Regions from separate parts of the Mus musculus genome. Here region 1 is linked to region 2. The links are chromatin contacts, called in public promoter capture Hi-C maps. All regions are on one chromosome and are shown on one strand. The core of a region is the stretch at or near the end of the contact, and the rest is flanking DNA. Distances in the headings are between cores, read along the strand shown. Region 1 overlaps Sptbn4 (spectrin beta, non-erythrocytic 4). Region 2 has its middle 8.7 kb from the start of Mir6537.

Region 1 (3,486 bases), core at 145-2,644, 2.3 Mb after region 2:
CCCCTTGCTGAGCACACAGTACAGGCTCACCCATGACCTGGGGTGATGAGATGGTGATGAAGGCAGGGCTACATCATTACCATCACAAAGCGTATGCTGGGTCATGCTACTTTGCACCTTCCTTCCGCTGGCCCTTTGTCCTAGCTACTTAGCCACATGCCAGGCTGTTTTTCTATTAAGCAGTTCCTATTCTGGCAAGTGTGGTCAAGGCTCCCAGAACCAGGAGTTTGCCCAGGCTAGACCTTCCTTATGCTTCCTCCTTATCTCATCCCACATTGACTTTCCAAAAGCAAGATGCAAGCTTTGAGACTAGGAATAGAGCTTAGCAGGAGGTAGAGCCCTTGTCCAGAATCCACTAGTGAGGAGTTGGAGGTCTGTCTCAGCAGTAATAAAGCATAAAACCATGGACTAGATTTCCAGTCCTGATTCCGTTATAAGCCCTTGCCTCAGTTATTGGTCTCATTTCCACCCCACACAACCTTCAAGCACCGCCCACCCCCACCCCCACCCCCCATTCATTCACTAGTTCTCATTTTCCCACCATTCACCAAGTTCCTTCAAGGAAGCTTTACTACTCTACAGTTTGGAATAAGAAGATCTGGTTTCCCAGCCAAAGCCCCAATCTTGGAAGAAGTCTCAGATAGGAAAATAACATACAATAGATATCCCTGTTCATTGCCATCTTGGTCTGGTGGCAAGGAAAAAAAACCACTATGATCCCCACCTGCCAAGTCCGAACCTGCCCTGTTCATGTCCTGGCTATACCTGCCCCCACATTCCAAATCTCAGTTGGATAAAAATGTACTGGACAAGATGGACTCCAAAAGTAAACACACACATGCAAACACGTGGTGGTTAGGCCTGTAGAAGGCTCAGCATTTGCAGCCAAGCCTGACAACCTGCGTTTGATCCCTAGTCGACCTACATACATAGCGTAGGAGAGAACTAATTCACACCAGTTGTCCTGTGACCTTCACACACAGCTTTCACCCCAACACAAATAAATATAATTTAGATAATTTAAGAAAAAGCTTCTCGTTTGAACAACTGAGATAACCTGCAACAATGTACTAGGTCCTCAGTTTGGGCTCTGTTCCTTTTCAGACTCCTCCTCCCCCACTGAAAATGTAGTGGCTGAGGGTTGCCAGGTGGGGGGAATCCCTCCAGATCACGGATTGAATGCCATCTTGAGGCTCCAATTCACACCCCATTGGAATTATCTAGAGTAGACTCTACCTCCAGGTTGCTGCTTTATCACGTGAGGTGGTTGCTGAGATTGAATCCCAATTTATTAACGTTAGGGACACTTTTGTCATGCTCCTATCTCAGTTCCAGACACCTCAGTATTGGACACTCAAAGCTTTGGCCACGCCTCTCCACTTCACGGATTGGAAGCTTTGAACTTGAGTCCCGCCCCTCCTCCAGCCCAGCTACTCATTCATTAAATACCCAGAGCAGGCGCCCAAGCCATCCAAAGCCCCGCCCACGCGCTCACCGGTTGGACGACTTGCGGTTAGCGTCGAGCTCGCGCTTGCGCAGCAGGAAGCCCTCGTGCTGCACTGTGTGAGTGGGCGGAGGTGGCGGCGCGGGGGCGGAGCCTCCCTGGGCAGGGGCGGAGCGCGAGCGCCGGCTTCCCCCGCCCTCACCACCCTCTCGAGGCCGTGGCCGCCGGCGCGGCTTGGGCCGGTCCCGTGCCCGCGGCCGATCGGGCCGAGGTGTCCGCTCGGGCGGCTCAAGCCCGTTGGGCAGGCGACCAGGGGGAAGCTCGCGAGGCTGAGGCAGCGACGGCTGTGTGAATGAAGGGAGGGGGGAGAGGGGTACTGTGCATGATGACTAGGGGGAGCATCCTGTCTCAGGGAGCCCGAGGGCCTGGGGTCCTATGCGTCTTTAGGGCCACCTATCTTGGAGAAGACCCTCAGGGCTGAGAGGACCCTATAGGTTTTGATAATGGGTCATTCGAATTTAGGCTTTGGAATTCTGAATATTGGGAGGTTAGGAGCAGGGTCTGAGGAGGTAGAAGGTGCATAGAATTTCTGTATGAAGAATCTTCGTGTGTGACTAATAAGAAAATGGGCACCCCACAAGCCCGGAGAAATGTGGACTCTAAAATAGATGGGGGGGGGGGGTTAGAGTCCACTATGTGTGCGTGCGTGGAGAGAGAGAGATAAGCCTCCGGGTCTGAGGCTTCATCTTCTAAGGGAGAGTATGGGGTCTCTGTTGACTGCAAGGTCCAGGAAGAAGGATGGGCCTGGGTAATGGTTGCCTCTGAAATCCTGGCCACTAAGAGGGCTTCTACACCCACCCATCCCAGTTGTTCAACTTACCACCCCAGCAGGGATCCCTGGGCCTGCCTCTTTCTCCTGAAGTTGCTCCACAATATCAGCCAGAGTGGCCTTCCTGGAGAAGAAGAGACAAAAGAAGTGAGATTCTGGGCCTTTTGCTACTGCTCTGCCTTGGCTGGACAGAAAAGGCTCCAAACCTGGCCCCTGCCTGCAACTCAGCAGCCTCTCACCTGTGTGCCTTGCACACTCAGCAGTCTTACACACATGGGGGTTCCTGACACAGCTACGCAATGTACAACCAAATCCCTATCTTCTTCTTCTTCTTCTTCTTCTTCTTCTTCTTCTTCTTCTTCTTTTTTTTTTTTTTTTTTTTTTTTTTTTTTTGAGACAGGGTTTCTCTGTGTAGCCCTGGCTGTCCTGGAACTCACTCTGTAGACCAGGCTGGCCTCGAACTTAGAAATCCGCCTGCCTCTGCCTCCCGAGTGCTGGGATTAAAGGAGTGCACCACCACGCCTGGCCAAATCCCTATCTTCTTTAAGGTTTTTTTTTTTAATTGTTTGATCTTTTAAAATATTTTTCTTTTTAATTTTTTTAGGGTTAGCTATGTGAATGAATGTTTTGCCTGCATGTGTATACTACATGTATGCCCAGTGCCCTCAGAGGCCAGAGAAAGACTTTGGATTCTCCTGAAGCTGGACTTCTAAGAGGTTGTGAGTCCCCCAGGGTGGGTGCTGGGAACCAAACATAGGTCCTCTGGAGAGCAGGAAGTGCTCTTAACCACCGAGCCATCTCTTCATATATATATATATATATATATATTTAGCTTTTCAAGACAAGGTTTCTCTGTGTAGCCCTGACCATCCTGGAACTCACTCTGTTGACCAGGTTGGCCTCAAACTCGGAATTCTGGGATTAAAAGCGTGAGCCACCACCATCATTACCTGTGTGTGTGTGTGTGTGTGTGTGTGTGTGTGTGTGTGTGTGTGAGATGTATGTACATGTATGTGTATACACACACACACACACACACACACACACACACACACACGAGAGTCAGGGTCTCATGCAGCCCAGTTTGACCTCTGGCCTCCCCGAGGATAACCTTACTGGCATGCCTTGTTCGTTTTAGAGACAGAATCAATCTCTCTCTTTATTTATTTATTTGTTTATTTATTTATTATATGTATATCAATCTCTCTCTTTA
Region 2 (4,012 bases), core at 1,436-3,935:
TGCCCTGGTACTCTATGTAAGAGAGGCTGGCCACAGACTGCCAGCTGCTTCCTCCTGAGTGCTGGGATTAAAGGTGACCATCACTGCATCTAGCTGTCTGAATCATTTAACCATTCCATTCAGTTTCACAACCCCAGGAGTTGTCCTGTGTCTACTATAAAATGGCAGAACTGAGTTTTGGACACAGGAATTTGAATTATTCCTAAATTCCCCCAAGTTTTCTGAATGTAATTAAAAAAAAAAATCAGGCCTTCTAAGCACTGTGTGGTTAGGAGTGGGTTGTTTTCTTGTTTGTTTTGAGACATTCTCTTTTATATTTTGTTTTAAAATGTAGGAGTTCCCTGTCTGCATGTACACCTGCATTCCAGCAGAGGGCATCAGATCCCTTTATAGATGGTCGTGTGGGCCACCTTGTGGTTGGGGGTGGGCGGGGAGGGGGGATTGAACTGAAGACTGAAGTGCTCCTCCAGTGTCCTTAACCACTGAACCATCTCTCCAGCCCATCATTGAAGACACCCCCTCCCCCCTTCTCTGTGTAGCCCTGGCTGTCCTAGAACTCACTCTGTAGACCAGGCTGGCCTCGAACTCAGAAATCTGCCTGCCTCTGCCTCCGAGTGCTGGGATTAAAGGCGTGCGCCACCAGTGCCCGGCTTCACTGAAGACATTCTTAGGCCTATGTTGGCCTTGTACTTACCAAGTAGCTTATGAGCTTGGTGCTCAAGGCAGTCAGTCCTCTTTCTTCAGCCTTTCAAACCCTGGGCACACAGAGCCATGCAGCGTTCTTCTTGATCCTGTATTTTAACAGAGCAGTCTTCCCCTCCCCCCGCCACCCTGATTTAACTTCTCAGGACTCGGGAGGCCAAGGGACACCAGACATCAGTTCTCTCTGTACAGTTTTTAGTTTTTTATTTTTTTGATTTTGTGGTTCAGATGAATGACACAAGTTACAAAAACGGGGCCTTAAAAGAAGCACATTGTACAATGAACAAGCAGATTGAAGTTAAAAACACGGAAACACTAACCCGCTACCACAAGAAGAGACAGGGAAGGGATCGGGGAGGGGAGGGGAGGGGCTGCCAACACAGGGGTCTGACAACCAAAAGAGCTACCTCAATGGGCCTGGAGGGAAGGCAGGTCACTCCAGGGCCCCCACCCTGGCCCACTACTTACCAGGGCTCCACCTGGGCATTCAAGTGAGTCTGTAGAGGACAGCCACACCGAGAGGGTGGAGCCAGTCAGATCTTTACAAGGACAGTGCTCACTCTGCCCTAGGGCCTTGGCCTTGAGAAGGGATGGTGGCCGGCCATGGTGGGCTAATACCCGGAGCCAGGGTAGCTAAGCTGATCAAAAGACCATAACCCCAAAGATGCCTGCCTCCCTCCCCTACCCGGCTATGATCCAAAGGACCTCTGTTCAGGAGAAGCCACTGGCACCCTGCAATTACATAAATAAATAAATATTAAGCCCCTAGCCTTGGAGGACAGGTTGGGGGAAGGGCAGCAGGGCTAGAGAAGGCGGGGGCAGAGGAATGGGGGGGTTCACAGACAAAGTAAGTAGTCTCCATTCCAGCAACACTTCTCTGGATTTGTTTTTTTCCTTTGCTCCTTTTGTTTTTTAGGAAGGAGCTAACACCAAGGACAAATACTTAAAAATATACATTTTTTTTTTCCGCCTTTGTCATCATCGTCTTGCTTTGGAGACTGCTGAGGTCAAAGTTTAAACCACACAAAAGAACCGCGGTTTGAAGTTTTTGTGGGTTTCTTGTTTCTGTTTTCTTTTTTTGTTGTTTTTAAATTTTTTTGGGTTTTTGTTTGTTTGTTTGTTTTGTTTTGTTTCTGGTTTTGTTTTTGTTTTGTTTTTTTGTTTTTGGTTTTTTTTTTTTTTTTTTTTTTTTTTTTAGTTTTTAATTCTAACTTTTTTTTTTTCATTTTTTTTCCCCAACGTATAAAAAGGTAGCGGAGTTGTCTGTGGTTTTATTTTTTTTTTAATTTTTTTTTTATTTTTTATTTTTTTAAATGGTTAAATCTTTGGTTTGTTTCTTTTTTTTCTCTTGGAGGCCTTTATCTCTCGCACTTGCCTTTCCCACTCAGAGACCGGTGGGGGCCCGCGTGTCTCAATCGTGCTCATTTGTCTCACTCAGTTCTTACCCTGGGTGAGGGGGAGAGAGGCACCCTGGGAATGGGCTGGATGACAGAAACAGCCAGGTCAACAGGTCATGGGCCCCGACTTGACTAGTCCCTGGCTGGAGCGCCCCAGGGGAAGGGCTTGGAGACCCCGTACCTCCCCTCCCCTATACACACACCCAACCCCTTCCTCCCGCTTCTAGTCCCTACCCTGACCCCCAAGAAGGGAACAGAGAGGTGGTTTAGTTACTGGCATTATTTATTTATTTTTGGCACAAAAGGCCCACCGTCGAGGGCAGACCAGCCTCTCTCTGTTCCTCCCTTAAGCAGGGGTCAGGGCTGGGAGAAGAGAAATTCAAAGCTCTTCTCCCCCTAGTCCACTCACCTCTCCCCCAGCCCAGGCCCCGGGTCCACTGCCTGATGTCCAAGCTGGTGCAGAGCCTGGCCTGGGGTCTCCCTCCCCACTCCAGTGAAACTCCCTAGCCGTCCAACTCTCTCGCTCACACACAGACACACGGACACAGGCTCTGTACAGACCACAAAATAAAAACGATGAGATAGTTTTGTTTCCTGGAGTCGGAGACTGGGGTGACTGGAGTGGAAGGGGCAGGTGGGGGTGGGAGGGACTGGCAGTCCCCGCCCCCCCACCTAACCAAACCTGGCTCCGCCCAGCCCCCAGCCCCTTGCCCTGGCTGGCCCCCAGCCAACGATATTTGGTTTCTTTTTTTTTTTTTTAACATTAAAGTTCTATGAGGTATTTGGTGCCTTATCTCGAGTCCTCGGGGGAGAGGGGCCCGAGGTGAGGGGAGACGTGGGGCTCACCTGCCCCTCCAGCCCACCCTCCCACCCCCCTCCCGATATTTGGTTTCACAGCTGTAGTTAAAGCTTGGGATTTGGTTATTTTTTCCCCCTCCTAGGAATTTTTTCCTTGTTTTTCATTTCCCAGTGTGGGGGTTGGATGAGGAGGGTCCCCACCACCCCCAGCTGCATGGGGGTTCCCTCCACCAATGTCAGGGCGTCTGCCCCATCCCTGCCCCTGTTTCCTCCTCTCTTTGCCCCACTCCTCCACACTAGGGTGGGGACTTGATCAGGAAGAAGCAGGATAAATTGGGTGGTGGTGAGTCCCGGATTTTCTTTTCTTAACTATTTTTTTCCCCTTTTCTTTTTTTGGTCTAGAATCATGGTTTCTGTCCGAGTCATCTCCACCGTGCCTTCCACGCTGCCTGTCTTCTCAGAGGGTTGGTTGTTGTTTGTTCTTCTGGTTGTCATTCCTTCATTCTGCTCTGTTCAAATGTCTTCCTATAAAGGTCAGGAGCCCCTGGGCCCCTCTGCACCCTTGGGTTGAGTCCGGGCCCACTCGCTAGCCGCTTTCCAGGAAATTAAAATGGACAACTTCAGAGGTAGGATGAGGGCAGGGGCTGGGGGAGGGGGCGGGATCGGTTCAGTAAAGATGCTTACTACATTCCAGCGAGGATGGGTGGACGAGGTGCCCCATTGGTGCCTGGGTGGGAGGGGCAGCCACTCCACCCAAGGCCCTGCATTGGCCTAGAGTTAGTTTCTGCTGCCTCTGTAATCCAGCCCCGACAGTTTTGTTCTGGGTGAGAGAAGGGAGACCAGAAGAAAAGAGAACGCTGAGGCTTGAGGGCTCTGGCTGCCTCTCCTCGGAGTGTCCAGGATGGAAGGGGGCCCAGGCCATTGCCCGGCTCTCCCCTCTCCCCTTCTCTGCCCCTGCCCAGCCAGGGGCAAGGGTCACTCTGATTTCAATGGCTCGCGTCCTTCACAGCAACACTTTGGTTTGAAGAGAGAAACAGAAAGGAGGTCAAGAGATATGACAGAAGAACAAAGAAGTGGGGAGGAGAGGAGAGAAGATGAAGGAGAAGAGGAGGAGG

The links. Promoter capture Hi-C pulls out the DNA fragments that hold promoters and counts their contacts.
Region 1: a promoter capture Hi-C map of cranial neural crest shows a contact between it and region 2. The contact joins two enhancer-like sites.

Annotation. Positions count from the first base shown.
Region 1 is chr7:27,360,072-27,363,557 of GRCm38.p6, forward strand. Sptbn4 (spectrin beta, non-erythrocytic 4) reads right to left here. Exons shown (of 36, transcript NM_032610.2): 32 at 2,325-2,397; 33 at 1,496-1,788; 34 at 1-37. Among named protein-coding and RNA genes, the nearest start is that of Shkbp1, 5.8 kb to the left of the region's middle. Within about 2 kb of position 1,395, at least 223 of the 459 cell types and tissues checked have an H3K27ac peak or open chromatin away from gene starts, as enhancers often do.
Region 2 is chr7:25,086,461-25,090,472 of GRCm38.p6, forward strand. It overlaps a transcript of Pou2f2 not described here. Among named protein-coding and RNA genes, the nearest start is that of Mir6537, 8.7 kb to the right of the region's middle. Within about 2 kb of position 2,686, at least 34 of the 459 cell types and tissues checked have an H3K27ac peak or open chromatin away from gene starts, as enhancers often do.